2 separate regions of the Gossypium hirsutum genome follow, and region 1 is linked to region 2. The links are chromatin contacts, called in public Hi-C maps. All regions are on one chromosome and are shown on one strand. Each heading gives the region's core, a stretch centred on a gene start, on an enhancer-like site or on the middle of the called end of the contact. The rest is flanking DNA. Distances are from core to core; before and after follow the strand shown.

The links. Hi-C and Micro-C count contacts between places; a contact is called where the count stands out from the background.
Region 1: a contact with region 2 is called in a Hi-C map of leaf, with 1.7 times the contacts expected there. The contact joins the promoter of LOC107949649 here to the enhancer-like site in region 2. A contact is called at or near these places in 11 of 34 Hi-C or Micro-C datasets (anther, callus, cotyledon and 3 more).

The regions. Positions count from the first base shown.
Region 1 is chrD03:43,048,765-43,051,464 of Gossypium_hirsutum_v2.1, forward strand. LOC107949649 (peptidyl-prolyl cis-trans isomerase CYP26-2, chloroplastic) reads left to right here and starts at 1,280. Exons shown (of 2, transcript XM_016884380.2): 1 at 1,280-2,390; 2 at 2,523-2,700. The coding sequence starts at 1,531. The coding sequence ends at 2,625.
Region 2 is chrD03:42,944,351-42,947,050 of Gossypium_hirsutum_v2.1, forward strand. It overlaps the pseudogene LOC107949652. Among protein-coding and RNA genes, the nearest start is that of LOC107949651, 4.4 kb to the right of the region's middle. Within about 2 kb of position 1,386, at least 6 of the 9 cell types and tissues checked have an H3K27ac peak or open chromatin away from gene starts, as enhancers often do. A contact at or near this core is called in cotyledon and leaf, where this site is marked.

The DNA of each region.
Region 1 (2,700 bases), core at 30-2,529, 100 kb after region 2:
ACATACAACTTTCTATTTACAATTTTTCACATTAGAGCCCAAACATTTACATTTTATTCAATTTGGTCTTTAAGACCAAAACAAGCTTATTTCACATAATTAAACTTTATAACCGTTATAACAAAATTACAAATATCCCAAATTGGTTGTCACATGCTAAAATTTCACAAGAAAATCATGTCTAATTTATTTCATTTTCAATTAAACCCTTAAACTTGAAAATTATACAAAATCACTTAACAAAATATTTCTATTAAACACCCAAATATCATATTCTACAATTAACATCCAAATCATTTAAACTTACCAATGGTCTATTTTCTATACTTTGCTAATTTCACAAATTAGTCATTGTACTAGCTATATTAAATTACAATGATCTCAAAAGCATAAAAATTATCAAAATCGAGCAAGAATTTACATACCATGCAATTAGATTTTAGTCCAGCCAAAACCAAACACCTTCAATGGTGTTTCTATTCTGATATTTGATATTTAGGTGGAGAATTCCATTAAGGAAGATGATACTATTCTTACATATATTAAATTTAAGTTTTATTTAATAAATTACTTACTTGCCCTTTTAATAGAACATGCAAATTTAACAAACATCTAACCCTTAGCCGTCCACTACAATTAGAATAGGTATAATTATCATTTAAAGCCACAACTTTAAAGTTTAATAGCTATTTAACACTTTTAACTAATAAATTCTAACTTTCGTAACCCTTACGATTTAGTTCTTTTTCTTTAATTAACTAACTAAACGCCAAAATTACCTAACCAAATTTTAATACACCTATATAATCACTCTGTAAATATTTAATAAAAATATTTACGGGCTTGGTTTATAGAAACGAGGTCTCGATATCTCATTTTCTAAAACCACTTGACTTAACTAATCATTCAATTAACTAAAAATTTCAATTCAAAATTCACTATAATACTATATTTGACTCGTAAATATTAAATAATAATATTGGTGGATTCTCTCATCAAATTTGTGATTTGTAAACTACTGTTTCCAACACCACTGAAAAACGGACTGTTACAACACAATTTTCGCAGTAATGAGTTATAGTGACCACTGCAATTTAGCACTTCCATTACGATTTTCATTTTAAATAAACAAGCAACAATAGTTATCACACGGAAAAAAAAAGAAGAGAAAAATGTTAAGATTTTTTATTTCCTGTTGCCTCCTTGTAATAAAAATAAACAAATAAAGTATGAGTAGGCTTAAAATAGTTAAAAAAATGGCCCATAGCGATATCAGGCTTAACGTGAACAACCATATAATTGGTAGCTTGTGGAATAGGCACCACAAAAAATAAAGCATTTGCATATTAGAGGGATTGACTTAGCATTTTCCTTATCCTCAAGAATCTATGCAAGGAGAGCATATCATATTATTTTAAACAATAAATCAATTAGAATTTTGTAAGTAGTAGAAGAGTTCTTCTCTGCTGAGGCAGTGAAGCAAAATCAACCCCCTCAAAGAAAGGAGCCCAAAGCAGTGAATAAAGAGATATGTTACAGAATCTTAAATTCTTACAACCCACCCCACAGCTACTTCAACCTCCAACTTCAGCTGCCCCTCTCCCACAGCTCCATTCCACTTGTTTTCCCATTCTGAAACAGTTCAAAATCTCCCGGCGAGAGCTTACAATTTGTAGCAACTCCTCACTGCTTCTTCTCTTAGGTTCTCAAGCCCTTGAGTCTAAGGCAAAGGCTGAAGAAAGTTCACCCAACGATAATCAACAGAAAGAAGAGAATGTTGCTACCCCTAATCCTAACTGCAGCAACAAAGTTCCTACCAAACGAGCTTTTCTTGATATAGCAATTGATGGAGAGCCCGTTGGCCGCATTGTTATTGGACTATATGGAGATGATGTTCCGGTAGGGGCAGCCACGTTTGGTAGTATAGTTAGTGGAGCTGCTGGAATTAGCTACAGACGAAAAGAGTTCGTTAAGATTATGCCAAACTACGTGCAACATGGTGGGTTGAGATCATATGGTGTTGATGCTGAGCTTGCCAAGAGAAGTGGAAGCAATCTGGCCGTTGAAAATTTGCGAGAGGAGTGGGAGAGAGAGTATGAAAAGTGTCCAGGAGTTAAGAACTTGGCTGGAACGGTGAGCATACTGGTGAGGGATCCCTCCAAGCCGCCTCCCAAGCTAAAGCTGGTTGCACGAAAGGGGAAGCTGGAGATTGATGAAGAGGAGATTGGAACCGATCCTAATGGCACAGAGTTTGTGATTTCTATCATGGATTCACCAGAACTGGATGCTTCTGCTCTTGTAATTGGACAAGTGTTGGATGGAATGGAGGTTGTAAAGAGAATTGGACAAGTCAAGACTGTTCAAGAGAACACTGCTTCTCCTTATTTCAGGTATGCTTTCCGACTCATGGCAATTTGATTTTGTTAATTGAATGTGATCTGCCTCAGAGAGGTTGATTCAACATTTCTTTGGGAGTTGGGACCATTTAGACTAAAAATAGATGCTTTGTGTTTGGTGAGCAGAGTGGCCAAGCTAATAGGCGATAAAAGAGCTGTTGTGGCAGAAAGAGGCTTCAATCGTCCCTACGCAAAGGTGGTAATCAACAACTGTGGCTTGATGGACTGAATAAAATCTCCTTTGCATGCTTGCTTTCTCATATTGTTTCAATTTTTGAATGAAGGGTGACCAGTTCTATGGTTA
Region 2 (2,700 bases), core at 136-2,635:
TGATACTTAAACTTTTTTTGTCACAAGTGATATCTAAACTACTATTTTTTCCAAGTTGGTACCTCCATTAGTCAAACCATTAAGTTTATTTAAAAAATGCTTAACCTACAAAATACTACTTAAATTATGTCATTATTTTTCATTTGTGTACCTAAACATTATTTTTCACAAGTGGTGACTAAATTTTTTTTCCAAGTTGGTATCTCTATTAATTCGATGGTTAGTCAAACCATTAAATCTATTTAACAAAAAAAGATAACCAATTAAAAAATGCCATGCCAAAAAAAAAGATAAAAAAAATATTATTTTTCTTTTTTCATCCTCTCTCATCTTGAGCTTCTTCTACAAATGTAAGCATTTAGAACTTCATGATTTTGATCAAGGTTTTAAAAACCAGATTGATGGTCAAAGCCGTCTAGCCACCAATTCCTAGTTTGATTGATTCGATCAAATAAATTATTAAAAATTTAAAAATAGTGAAAATTGGTTCAACACTTTTTCTAGCTCGGTTCAACTAGTTTGTATTGGTTTGCAAGTCAATTTGATCAACTCTTATCTTTAAATCAGTACCCTAGTTGATACCCGATGCAACTGGGCAGTTCAATTCTGAATAGACTAGTTTTGATCTATGAATGAATTATTTCTATTCCGTTAAGTCGAACAAGTAGGCGATGAAGTTCAAAAATAGAATTAATTGTCAGCGTCTCAATCTTAAGAGGGAGGGAAAATTTCGAGCATTGTTGGCTTTGCCAGATATTATAAAAGAAGAAGAAAGGGAAAAAAGACAATAGAAAAAAGGAAATAATAAAATAATAAAAAATATTTTTATATGATGAGGCAATTTATTATTGGTTGAAATTTTTTTAATAGATATAAAATAAATAATAAAAAATAAAATACTATTTATAAAGAAAAATTAAATATCAAATTAAAAAAGTGTAAATATTAATTTGTGGGTTAAGGTTTTTTTAAAAATAGATTTAAGAGATTCAGATTAAAAAAAGTAAATATAAAAAAATATTTTAAAAAAAAAAGTAATTTTATTATCTTTACAGACTTGCATATATAAAATGGATAGCTGCAAGACCCCACCTCCTCACCGTTTCCCATTCCTTTTCTTTCCCTCTTCCAAGTCGGTAGCTTTAGGTCAAGGATTTTATTTTATTTTTATTCAAAAGGACCTACCTGTATTTAATTTAATCCAATGTGAAGAGACGAGTAAAAGACTGAGAGCCTGAGCCTAGATCTTATTGACAAAACCACAAAAATAATAACACTTTTACTATATTCTTAAATCTTAATGGAGGTTGTGTCCTCATTGAGGCATTGGCTAGAGAATCCAGCATTACACGCGTTCAACTTAAAGCAAATTGCCGCGTGTCAGAACATATTGTCAGTCTAAGTTTATCTCCACCTTCACCTTCTATAAATATAAAACCCTGTCAGTCTCCTTTCTATAACCCCCTTCTCAAATTTCTAAAGCTATTGAAGAAGAATGGCAAGTCCCTCCATTACTTTTCTCTTGCTTTCGCTTCTATGCATTGTTTGCGAGGCCAGATCTCCAACTGCTGCAAGATCAGGTGCCTCAAATTTCATCAAGGCTTCATGTAGTGCCACCTAATATCCATCACTTTGCATCCAATCTCTCGCAGCTTTTGCCCCTTCAATCCAGCGGAGCCCACGCCAACTGGCTCAGACTGCCCTTTCGGTGAGCCTAGAGAGGACTAAGTCCACCCAGGCATTCGTCTCCAAAATGAAGAAATTCAGGGGACTTAAGAGGAGGGAATATGAAGCAATCAAAGATTGCATTGAGGAGATGAGTGAGAGCGTGCACAGGCTGAGCAAATCAGTACAAGAGCTCAAGTACATGGGTCAAGCCAAGGGTCAGGATTTCTTGTGGCACGTTAGCAATGTGGAGACCTGGGTTAGTGCTGCACTAACCGATGAGAACACTTGTGTTGATGGGTTCGCAGGAAGGGCTTTGGATGGTAAGATTAAGGCCTCCATCGGAGCTCGAGTCATTAATGTCGCTCAAGTCACCAGCAATGCTTTGTCATTGGTTAACCAGTTTGCCTCCAAGCAGTGATCAACCTAGCCGCTAGTTGCTCTTGCAGTAAAGTTGGAAAAAAAAAAGTGGTCCAGTTGTAGTCATGGTTTACTTTAGAGGGCTAGCTTTTGGTCAGTTTTGTCATGTGGTTTGGTCTTGAATCCCTTTTTTAAGTGTAAGAATATGAATATGAATATGAATGAAAGTTTTTATTGGCAACAAGATCGTGTTCTCATTGCTATAATGGACGGTGCTTAGACATTGAGCTCTGTTACCCTTTTTATTTTGCTAAATCATTAACTACCGTGATCTACTGTACAAGTGGCTTGGAATGTTGTCTTGGGGGGTGAGCTTGGAATTAAAGAATTTTAATGCTAATTGCCGTGATTTACGGATAGATCGAAAAATCCTATATAATTTTCAACATTACGGGCTTAGCTTAGGTATAACATTCAAAAACCAACACCTTATCTTATAATTATTTGAATTGAAAAACCTAACACCTTATTAAAATCTTATAAATAGCATTTTCACTAGGAAAACATATCATGTCTTCAAGTAAGAGGCCTTGCATATATTTCCTGCAATCTAAGTAGGAAGAGGTTTAGAGTTTATCGACTTTAAGGGTAAAGTTATCAATTCAAATTTGAAAT